2 separate regions of the Mus musculus genome follow, and region 2 is linked to region 1. The links are chromatin contacts, called in public promoter capture Hi-C maps. All regions are on one chromosome and are shown on one strand. The core of a region is the stretch at or near the end of the contact, and the rest is flanking DNA. Distances in the headings are between cores, read along the strand shown. Region 1 holds the start of 1700057G04Rik (RIKEN cDNA 1700057G04 gene). Region 2 holds the start of Plod2 (procollagen lysine, 2-oxoglutarate 5-dioxygenase 2).

Region 1 (6,367 bases), core at 2,558-5,057:
GCTTTTCTTGACAATGTAAGCTTTTCTTGTCAGGGAACATTTTGTAGAAATAATTTGGAAGTGTCCCCACTTTCTTTTTTAATTTGACAGAATAATTTGAGAAGCATTGATTTAAGTTATCCTTTAAAGGTCTGATAACTCAATAGTGAATCCGTCTGTACAAGGCCCTTTACTAATTGGAAGATTATTTGCTATAGCTCTCATTTTGCTTTTAATCTAACTGAGCCTTAGAAACAGGAGCTGTGTTGTAAGATATTCCCATTATAGATAGACAGACATAGTCAATTGTTTCTTGTATCTTATCAGTTGTTATTTTCTGTAATGGTCTGTCTGTTGAAAAGATCCTTTGTTGTACCAACTCTCTTTTAGTAAGTGATGGAAGCTATGTTTATCTGTGGATATAAGAATGAGTATTCAGAATCCTTTTAGGAACCATGCTTGTTTGGTAAAGTGGCAGTCATTTGTTCTCCTCCATGTCATCTCTAGCTCTGGAAAACTGTCCAGGTTTCAAGTACTAGCCATGAATTGCTTTATGCAGAGTGGGTCTTAAATCCAATTAGACAACTATTGGTTAGCACCAAGATATGAATGCCACCATTGCACCTTTAGAGACATCTTGTCATGATGATTATTTTGTACTTCATAGGCTTCACAAATTGACTAGGATTATTGGTTTCATGTCTGCCTTGGTAGTTTAAATAGCCCATTCAGGGACTATAAAACTTAGTCTTCAGGAAGGAGGCTGTCTGGCCAGATCCAGCTTGCATCCTCCAAGTCCTGGGCCCACAGTACTTGATGTCTTTAGCAAAAAGAATTTACTGTTAACCTCTTAGAGGCCACCAAAGAGCAAAAGAGCCTGCGTTGTTTGGAGAGTCTCTTGAATTCTTCTGACTAATGACTCAAAAAGGAGTTTCTCATGACTAGTACTGGTGATTTGATTTGATTTTTTTTAAAAACAGATTTACATGTATGCATGTGTGTATGTATATACACACAAAAATATAAGCTTTAAAGAAATGTCATCATTATTTTCTAAATTTTATTAGTTTCTGTTGTAATGTCTCTTTTTAATTCTCTAAAATGTTATTTATTTGGCTCTTTTTGCTTTTTAATTTGAATAAAGTCTTAATTATCTTAACATATTTTTAGATTCATCCTATTTTATATGTATGAGTGTTTTGACACATATATGTATATGCAACACATGCATGCTTAGTGCCTGAGATCAGAAGAGAGTGTCAGATACCCTGGACAACAGTTAAGAGTGGCTTTGGGGGCTGAGAAACAAACCTGGGTCCTCTGCAAAAGAAACAAGTGCTTATAACTTCTGAGAGAACTCTACAACCCCTTTTTACTTTTTATAGAAACTACTCATTAAAAGACTCTTTCTGTTGACTACTTTCCTTGCTTTTTTGTTTTGTTTTCACTGATTTATGCCCTGATCTTTTTTCCTGTCTTCTACAGTTATAGTTTGTTTGATGTTGTTTCTTATAATACATTAAGAAGCATCAACAAATTGTTCATTTGATATCTCTCTGAGAATGTAATGCTGGGATTTAGTGCTTGTCTTAGTTACTTTTTTATTGCCGTTAAAATAACATCACCATACCTGAAAAAAACTTAGAGAGAAAGAGCTTTATTGGGGACTTATACTTTGGAGGGTAAGCTTATGACCATCATGGTGTAGGAACATGATGCTAGAGGAGTAGTTGAGGACTTAGGTCTGATCTATATACTAGAAAGAGAGCCTTAACAAGTAATACCATGGGCATTTTAAACCTCAAAAACCACCCCCAGTGATACACCTCCTCCAACCAGGCCACATTTCCTAATCCTTCCCAAAGAGTTCCACTAATTTGGGACCAAACGTTCAAATATGAGTTTATGCAGGCCATTCCTGTTCAAACCACCACATTACAGTAAACTTTTCTCTCAGGATTTCCTTCCTTGCATCCCATAGATAGATTGTATTTTCTTTTATATTTAATTCTAGAACATTTTTTTTTAAATTTCTTCAAAGACCTATTCTTTACTTAAAGGATATCAACAATCACACAGTTATTTCCATTAAAATATTCAAATAAAAGTATGGATTTCACATTATCTCTCAGAGATAATTTTTTTAATGTTGGAGAAATTTTGACTTTATTCCGTGAGACTATTAATAAACATCTAGGAACCCGATATTACTAAAAAAAATAACTTTTTACTTAGCCCATAGTGTAGATAGAAGCAGGAAAAAACCTTGGCACTCCTAATTTCATTTCTATCTTTACTTTGGGGTAAGTTTGTGGAGTTCTGTACAAAAATATGCCAATAATTTATAGATATCTTCTACACTTGTGGAATCTAACATCTTTCTTTCTCCTTCAAGATTTATAGCACAAAGATAATAGTAGCTCTAGTACTTTGCTTTTGGCTTTAGTATTATCTAGCTCTGCATTGTAGAAATGTCCCATAGAAGCAACCAGTCATGTCCTAAACCCAGGATGAGAAATTCTTAGACACAGTAGGAGCAATAATTTTCTAGATCTAGCTTGTCTTATTAAAACACTTCATTAGAAGCACTCTGCGAAACCAAAACTGAGATAATCATCACCAGACCACAGGTTGATCAAGACTGCTTAACAATGTACACTTCTCACTGTCTGTCCAATTGGTCTTCTCTTTAATGATAAAGTTTGTAACTATCCCAAAGATGTGCTCAGATATTTAATTTTCTCCCTTTCCAAAGTGTATGTTTTGCATAAAATTCACTCTTGAGTCCTCATCATTACTTTCTGTTTATTTTCTTAATACCAAAACCTAGACTTTTTATGTTGGAACTCCTGAATTGGGCCTCTGGCTCAGATTCTGGTTATATGATCACATACTTTTGAAGTATCTTATCTCTGAAAACATTCACTGTTGATGTAAAGTGAGAACGTCCAAATCATTTCCAGGTCAAGCATTCACCCTAGTTTTAAAGATTAAAATATGAGCCTTAGAAATATCTTTTCACTGAGACTGATAAATGAGACATCTATGAAATGAATCCACGTGTTCCAAGAAAGAAGGGGAGAACAGGAGCACATGACAGATTTTGACATGCGTATGAACAGTTTGAAAAGAGGGTAGGAAAACTTAAGGCCTCTTGAGGGTCATGTAAGTTTCACATATATTTGTATGTCAGTAGCAAAATGGGTTTGGAGGCATTTGTTATAATCCAACTAGAATATTTGACTCTTATAGTTCTATATAGAACTATAAAAACCTGATTCCTAATAAAGACACGAAATCACAAAGCAGAAGCTCAAGAACTCAGAATATTAGTCAATATCTCCAAAAATGTCAAGATCTTCACCAATATCACACCAACATCAATGAAGCATCAACTCAAATTTGAAGTCTTTTGTCTCAAGAATAGCTTTTTAGTTTAATGGCCTGAATATTTGTCTGCCAAATAGTAAGAAATGAAACTCATAAAGTGATTGATTTATGAAGAAAAAATATTAAAAAGTCAAGACTATGAGGGAGCCAGGTTTCATCAGACGTCAAATCTCAGCCTCTAGACTGTGAGAAGTAGTTTTCTACTCTTATAGCCCACCATGATATGGTCTTGTTTTAATGGCCCACATCACCCAATACACCTGATATGAGTTAGACAGGCAGATATAAATGAGATCCTAGGCAAAAATGTAGTTATAGTCAGTTATGATCATCAAAATTCCAAAGGACAACAGTGTCTGAAAGATAGTTATGAAATGGCTACCTTAGAGGTTATGGATGGAAGACTGGCCTTCATCTGTCTTACACTCCAGTAGTTATGTTATTATTAGGAAAGGTCCAGAATGTGGAGATGTAAGCAGCTACAACAATTAACATTCCATTCCGAACCTAGAAGCTCACTAGTTCTATAGATCTCAGAGTATTTATAGAACTGTACATGGATCATTATTCTTCTAAAGAAATAGTCTCTGAAGAAATATACTACCTGTGTAAACAGAGAAATGTTTGTTAGATAATATTATCTTCTATTATTATCATTATTATTAGATCTTTGAGAGTTTCATACAGTGTTTAGATCATATTTATCCCTCCTTCTGCAAGTGTGTACAGATTCAATCCCTTTTTTCTTATCCACCCAATTTTTTGGTTTGTTTATTTGTATTTATTTACTTACTTATTTATTTATCCTATAACAGCAAGTCTTGTTACCCAAATAGTCTTGATGTGGTTTTTTTTCCCCCCACTAGAGCATGGTCGACTTACCAGAGGCTACACTCTGATACAATTCCTTTTTTCGCCCCAGAAGATAATAACTGCCAATAGCTCCATGGCTATAAGGTATAATTGATCTTTTCTACTTTTCTACTCTTTTCTCCATGATGGGATTTGGTCTGGTTTGTGCTTACACCCCTGTAAGTGTGTAAGTGTGTGCGGTCACAACTGCTGTGAGTTCATATGTGCAGCTGCCCTGCTGTGTCTTGAAGACATTGTTCCCTTGAAGTCAGACATGCCTCTGGTCTTCACTCTTTCCACATGTCTTCTACTTGGGATTTAAAAGACTATGTTCCTCTGTCAATAATACTAAGATTCAAATTTATAGCTTAATATACTTTAAATTCTCCTTAAAAGAAGGCTACTCTTTGAAAGGACTCCCAAATATTCTTTCCAAATACACAAAACAAACATCTGTAAGGGTAAAAACATTCGCTTATTTTTTGATTTAAAGTTTTTATTTTACCAGAACATTACCCAAGGGAGAGATGGTGAAGGTTGGCATCCTTGTGCTATCTAGGAAGAAGTTCTTTATTATTATTATTATTATTACTAGATATTTTCTTTATTTACATTTCAAATGCTATGCCCTTTCCTGGTTTCCCCTCCGAAAACCCCTTATTTCCTTCCCCTTCCCCCTGCTCACCAACCCACTCATTCCTGCTTAGGAAGAAGTTCTCAAGACATGAACTGTGGCTATATAAAGATTAGTAGAAAAATGCATCAACAAGTAGTTTGAACAAATTAAAAATCCCACATATACAAAATAAATCTTAGAAATTTACATTGAATGTGACATAAAAAAATGCTAAACATCCTAAGTATGTTTATTATAGTTTAAATATTAAGTGTCTCCCCAAAACGTTCATGTTTTGAAGGATTTTTCCTCAGGAAATGAATCATGCATTGAGAATTAAATGATAAAGGCTTCATCGTTGATTGATTCATAACTTAGTGCCATTACCTAGAGAAGGTGGGAGGTTGACCAGAATTGGAAGAAGTAATTGGCGTACCCCTACAAATAGTGAACTTTCCCTTCCCCCTCTCTGACTGCTTTCTGGTTACCATGAAGTGAGCAATTTCCTCCTCCATGTGTATCTGCCCTTAGAGTGGCTATGGATGCCTTTAAGGTTAACCCCAATTAAATAGCTGCTTTTGGAATGTCCAGCAGGCAGATGGATTGTCAGGATTCAGCAGAGAGTTGTGTACTTATCAGTCAGAGAACTTGTTTACGTATTCAAAGAGGAGTTAGGTGTAGTGAGGTTAAATATCTGAGCTAACAGTTTTAAAGCAAAAGGTACAGAAGAGTTGAAAGTTGAAAGTAAGATCTTTGTCTACCTGTGACATTGAAAGTCAGGGGACAAATCAGATAAGGTAAGCCTTGAGATACTGAAGAATAGGTTTAGTGCACAGGAAATATCTCCACTCTTAAACAGGAAAAAATGCTGGTACTTAAGAAATTGTCTAAAGTTTTTCAATTTTGTTCATAAATCACCAGTTTATAGGAAGCAGTTTTTTGGTGTGACAACAGCCCTGTACACGGAACAAAACATCCTCAAGGGGCAGTTTATAATTAGATACTCAGGCAACAGGGCTACTACTGGACATTCAGGGGACCGTGCATCAGCTTAGTGCTAACAAGACTTACAACTTCAAAAGGCTAGTTGGTGGCAGCAGATTGAAGAAACAGCTGAGAGCCTGCATTTTGATCTACAAGTAGGAAGCAAAGAGGAGGAGGAGGAGGAAGAGTAGGAAGAGGTGGAAGAGGTGGAAGAGGAGGAAGAGGAGAGAGAGAGAGAGAGAGAGAGAGAGAGAGAGAGAGAGAATAACATAATTCATTTGAAACCTCAAAACCTCAAGGCCACCCCACCAACACCAACACCAACACCAACACCTTAGTGACACACCTTCTGCAGCAAGTCCACACCTCCCAATCTCTCTCTAATTGTTCTAACCTCCTGGAACCAAGTATCCACATATATGAGGGTACATGATCTATTCTCACTTAAACTATCACAGCAGCTAACTCAGATATCTGGATATCTAACAGTAAAGGGTGATATAATATGTTAAATGACAATTCTTGGGAAAAAATACTACTTTTGTG
Region 2 (5,881 bases), core at 2,189-4,688, 230 kb before region 1:
GCAGAAACTGGCCGTATTATAAAAGAAAGGAAAGCAAACACAGAAGAGAGCAAGTGCGGGCTCTCCCAGGTCTCAGACTGGGGAGAAGAGCAGGAAAGGCAGAGTCCCGAGATGGTGCTTCCCGCCTTCCCTTCCCACAGCCTCTCTGGGGACTCACTGTCTCCCTCTCCGCCCTGTAAATTGCTGGTTTGCATCAGCAGATAGGGGACAAGCCTTCTCTTCCTTCCTCGAACGCAGCATAGCAAATTAAAGAGCTTATAAATGAACATCATTGAAAAATGCTGGTCTTAACAGAAATGTCTGAAACCATCTCTTTCAATTTTGCTCCAGACTTGGGTTTGGCCCAATGGAGTCCATAAAATAGTCAAGATACCTCTAAAAGCACTCACTAGTTTGGATCCAGGACTAGCATCCGGACTGCAAAGACTTGGCAGGAAAGCCCTCTCCCACTTCTCTCATCTAGAAGGCATGGAGTACAGAAAGAAGCATCAACGTTAGAACCTGACTGACGACCTCTGCCTGGGAAAAGCTCCAGGAAAGAAAAGTTTGATAAATGCTGCGAGGACAAATGGGGACAAATGATTTTAACCGAAATCTTTTCGATAGTCTCTCTGAGCCTGGACTACTAGGGCTGCCAAAAGACATCCAGGGCAGCACACAGCAGACCTTTCAGTTGCTGTAACAAGCAGGACTTTCCCAAGTGTTGAACTCACAGCCAAAGCCAGGAAATTTATTCCAGAAGCACACTCACCGTCACAATGGAAAACTGCTAGAAGAAAAATGGCTTTTAAACAACTAAAACCTGCCATCCCAACTACTCAGGAAGCTGAAGTAGGAGGCTCACGTGAGCCCAGAAGTTCCAGAAAACTCTCAAAACTAAATGGAAGGGCAGAGTAGGACCTATAATCCCGCTGATAGCATTGTAATGTCACATTGCCTCTAGGACACCTATTTATCTTGTGCAGTGATTCTCAAGCCTGGATCATCTGCCTCTCAAGAGGCTGGCCTTTTGCTGAAGCCTTCTTTTGTTCCCTCTTTCATAGCTGGGCGCCACTGCCATCTAGTAGGTAGAGGTCAAGGAAAAAGCTAGACTTGCAATTCCTACAAAGGGGGTATGGCTCAAATTATCAAGAGGGCCCATTCCTTTTATGTGGGAGAGTGAGCACACACTGGTGGGGGGGGGGTTGCATGTGAAGGCATGAAGACAGTCTCAGGAGTCATCCCTCGGGTACCAGCCACCACCTCTTTTTGACACAGGATCTCATTAGCCAAGCAAGCTTTGCCAAGCAGGCTACACTAGGTAGCCAGTCAGCTCCAGGGATCTGCCTACAGTCTATTTCATCCTCAATGGGGTTATAAGCACAGGCCACCAGGCCTAGCTATTAAGTAGACCCTGGGGATCCAGAACTCAGGTCCTCACACTTTTGGTACAAGTACTTTACTAACTGAGCCATCTCCCCAGCTCTGAATATTCTTTTTACTGACCAGCTGGAACACATTGACAAATAATGGGGGGGGGGGGGGTTGTCACAGGTGATCTGCACTCTTGAAAGCCCACTCATCTAGACAACTTAGACCTGAAAGATTATTTATGTAGTAATATCCATGTAGTAATTTCCAGTTATACTACTTCAGGGATAAAACTTACCACAGCTGATAATAAATCTGACCAAATAACCAAACAATGCATCTTTTGCATCTATTAGCTTACCACAGAACATGTGAAACCATCTATCTGTGTGTGTAACCAGAATGGCTACTCCTCACTTGGCTCCATTAATGCAGAAACATTTCCAACATTTAGCTCATAACTGAACTCTGGGCCCACCTACCACCACAGAAACCATGTCTCAGATATTAACCATAGGCTTTATATGAAAAACATTCGTATCTCAAATCCCCTGCCTTAGATATTACAATCCCTTAAAATTTAACATCCAATTCCATGAAATGTAAAAGCTTGCACAGGGAAGTTTTTGTTGTTTTTTTTGTTTGTTTGGGTTTTTTGTTTTGTTTTGTTTTGTTTGTTTGTTTGTTTTTAACCTCAAATTTAAAGGTAGCAGCCTGGCATGGATATACTCTGTAAACAAGTGAGAAGTCGCATCGAGGTGGCATAAAATAGACAGAAGCTGAAGCCAAACTCTAAAATTAGCAAATCCTGGCGGTTATTTTTACTTATCAATAAAAGCTTTTGGTGTTTTAACAAAGACCGTTTTCAGAGTAAAGTCTTATATTCTGTCTCTATTCTCATTTATCTGTGTGATTTTTCTAGTACTATGCTGAAAGAAATACCTTTGATATGAGATAAAAGTTACTTCAAAATCAGAATACTCATACAGGTTCAGATTTCCCTGTGACTGCAGCCAACAAAGCGAGCACTGTTCCACAGAACCAGGTGCTTCTGAGTCCTTAAGTTTCACCTATTGCGCCATGAGAAAGACAAAAACCGATGGTTACAGGGTCCAACTGGACTTGTGCCAAGTGTTACCCTCTGAATTGGAATTCCAAGGTAGAAATGTTTGCTCCTCGCCTTAGTTTCCAGAGGAAAAGAATCTAATTAGTTACTATAGAATGCAAAATTAGCGCATCCACCCACTCATCACCAGAGTGCATCGGGTCATTTAAACGCAAGGCTCAGTTCCAGGGAGCTGAGCCCAGGGCCCAGAAGTAGAAAGGACCAAAGAACTCCCCTGCGCGATACAGCAGCGCTGCAAGTCCCGTTGAGACAAATAGGCGGCGGGGCTCTCCTCTGGCTGAACCCAGAAAGTTTTGTTCACACGAACTTGCCTCCAACTACTAGCTTTAGCTCAGCTTCCGAACACCGGCCAGGGCCAGGGCTCAGGGACGCCCCAAAGTGTAACGGAAGGAGGAGTGGGTGGGAGCACACTGGGTCCGATCGTAGCCGGGTCCCGAGCGCTGCGTGTAGACAGAGGCAGGATGGCAAGCTGCTTCCCGGGGCGCAGGAAAGGAGGTCCCTGCCAATCTCAAAGCAGGGAGCCCCGCGGCTAGGTCCCGCAGGGATGGAGCAAGCAAAGAGGAAACATGCCCAGTTCTCTCTAGACCGCCGGTGGAAACCAGCAAGCAGAGCTCACCTGCAGGGATGCGCCCGGGCGTCTCCTCCGCCACGCCCAGGCCGGCCGCCCAGGAGAGCAGGGCGAGCATGGGCATCAGCCGCCCCGGCCTCGCTCCGCGGTCCCCCATCCGCCCCTGAACCCGGGAGCCGAAGGCCTGTGGCGAGGACTTCTCGCGAGACGCTGAGACCCCGAAGAGCGCAGGACCAGACGTGAGCCCGGGGCTGGAGCGGAGGGCGGACTGGGAGGACTGCGTGGGTACCGAAGAGCACGGAGAGGATTGAGCGGACTTCGGCGGAGTCCGAGCGCAAGGAGCGGACGACGGAACCGGAGGCGCCCGCGGCGCGGGCTTAAGAGCAGCCAAGGAGGGCGGGGCCAGGGCCGGGGGCGGGGCGCTGCTCCGGGACCCCGCGTCCCGGGCTATCCCGGCTGCACCCCCACCCTCCGAGTCGCCTACGCCTACGTGCACCGCCTCACGCCGGGGCTCCAGGGAGCTTGCTTGTGGAACGTGCGCCCCTCTGCTCTCCCGGGGTTCCAGAAGCTTCCTCGGCACGCCCTGGCTAGACCTTCTTTCTCTACTGAACCCGGCGCTCCCGGAGGTGAGTGGTGACTGCGAGGGCTTCAGTCTGCTTGGCTGAGTAGGCGCTTGTCACACTCCCAGCTGTTCCTTCTGAACTTCGCCATCACCGTGTCAAGGAAGGCCATGCTTTGATTTTAGTCTGTAAACAGAAACTTTTCATTGTCCGGTGAACATCTCTGCCGCTGCTGGTGCCAGGAGAGCCATAGACTCTTTCCAGTAATGAAGCTTGTAAACCCGACGGAGTCCAAGCCCAGCTTGGGCAACCTGAGGCTGTGCTTTAACAAGATCGCCCTGCCAGGCACATGGAAAATTACTTCCGAAGATGTAGAGGAGCCATTCCTGGTCTCCTGGGAGCTACCTCCACTGCTTTGGGTTTTGATTAGTATGTCTATGCAAAGTCATTTGTCCTCTGGTTTTTACACTTTTAGTCCCAGGATTTAAACTGAGTTGTGCAGGGGTGAAAGTTTTGACAACTTTGTCTCACACACTCCGTGTATGCTTAAAAATGAAGAAAGAATCAAATTGACCGCGTTCAAGAAGCTCGTAGTTAAATCTTCCTGCAATGGGAGGAGAAAGGAAATACTCGTTCTAAGTCTGATTTTTTAAAGTTAAAATTACTCAAAGTTTATGATCACAGGTTTTGTAAAATTGGCATAAATTCAAGAGGAATACTAGCTAGCAGATTGAAAGCAGGTGGGAAAATGTGTAAATATTAGGAGTGTGACATTTAAAGGAAAAAATAATCATGAGACTGAGCCAGTCCTTGCTGTTTTGAAGGTCTTGGTGTGTCTGTCCTCCTCCCTCTTTTTAATAAAGGAAAATTGGGGAAACTTCAGACATGAGTAGAAATAGTCAAAGAAATGGAAACTGTGATTGCAGAAGAATGGAGTAAGGAAGAATGAAGTGAAACTTTTTTTTCTCTGAAGAGGGTCAGCTAAGAAGTGGATTCTTTTACAGTGTGGGTGGCAGGTGCAGCGTCATGAATCCAAGCAGGGGCAAGTAGAATCAGCCCTCAGAAGAAGGGCTGGTCATTTGGCTAAATATGTTTCCAGAAATCCAGACTTGGGCCTGCCAAGTTCCTTGAACTTGATTTCTTGCTTCCCCGAACCTCTGGAGTCTTCAACTTGCCTGGCTAGTGATGGAATTTCCATGTATGCTTAGCTGTAGAGCCTACCAGTAATTATTGGTTACCATGACAGTCTGTTGAGTCTCAAAGGCAGAACTTAAGAGCCTCTATAAAGCAATAGTCTCTGAGACTTTCAAAATAGCCAGACGCTTCAGTAACAACCTGAAACCAAATCCTTCCAGCCCTCTCGGGTTTCCAGCCCTCCTGTAGGCTGGAGTTGTCTACTCCACAAATATCTACTTCCCATGGCAAACACTCAGCTTCTTTAGCTCATCAAATCCAGATCTTACACCTAGTTTCTTTATCTTCATTAATGATCCTCTTACTTACATGGCTCCAGATTTTTGTCAATCTCTGCTCTCACTAGCACCAACCTAGAGGACTGTTATATTTTTCTTCACATTTTCTCTGCCTTCTTCCATTCATTCTTTCCTGCTTAAGTAACATACCTCTTGATGCCCTGGTTCAAGCTTTTTATCACTGGCCAACTTTCCTGTGGCTGCTTCCTGTACCCAAACTGTGGAACTCTGTATTATGGCTTGACCCATCATACTCATGATTTTTGTTTTCATCCCTAAACACAAAGATTCCACAGAACCGGAAACAATCCTAACCCATTTGCCTACAATTCAAATTATTTCACTAAAATATAAGCCACCTCATTCTGTATCCTACACTTGATTGGTTTGGCATACTTTGTCTCTCACCACAAGATGAATGTTTTGTTTTTATTCTCCAAAATCTGTATAGCACTCTCTTCTCCTTTCCTCTACTCTACACCTGATTTGGCTTCTTGCCATGCCTTCTCAAAAGAGTTTCAGAATCAAGCGGTTCCTGCCAAGAAACAAAAGCAAAATTGTCCTCTTCCCCAGTGAATCTGGATGAAAACAGGTAACAAAATCAGGTACAGCTCTTAGAGAAGACACTGGAGGAGAACAAAGCTGGGTCTATAACAACTCACACAATGGCAAGACTGAAGGTTTATACTGAACCATGGCCATCGATCAGTCCTATCAGATGGAGTTCAACATTTAACCTGGAGACTTGCTCATGTCTAAATTGGGGGTGCAGTTTGTCCAGTAATAATATATATATAACCTCTAA

What was found. Promoter capture Hi-C pulls out the DNA fragments that hold promoters and counts their contacts.
Region 2: a contact with region 1 is called in a promoter capture Hi-C map of the HPC-7 cell line. The contact joins the promoter of Plod2 here to the promoter of 1700057G04Rik in region 1. A contact is called at or near these places in 5 of 39 promoter capture datasets (the 3T3-L1 cell line, the HPC-7 cell line, hippocampal neurons and 2 more), 1 of 484 Hi-C or Micro-C datasets (nephron progenitors), 2 of 115 datasets of contacts at active chromatin or transcription factors (the 230-238 cell line and large pre-B cells) and 2 of 9 other capture datasets (adipose tissue and macrophages).

Annotation. Positions count from the first base shown.
Region 1 is chr9:92,306,817-92,313,183 of GRCm38.p6, reverse strand. 1700057G04Rik (RIKEN cDNA 1700057G04 gene) reads right to left here and starts at 3,807. Exons shown (of 7, transcript NM_001033184.3): 1 at 3,752-3,807.
Region 2 is chr9:92,539,780-92,545,660 of GRCm38.p6, reverse strand. Plod2 (procollagen lysine, 2-oxoglutarate 5-dioxygenase 2) reads right to left here and starts at 3,438. Exons shown (of 19, transcript NM_011961.3): 1 at 3,093-3,438. The coding sequence starts at 3,201. It overlaps B430319G15Rik (RIKEN cDNA B430319G15 gene), which reads left to right and starts at 2,792. Exons shown (of 1, transcript NR_029474.1): 1 at 2,792-5,881.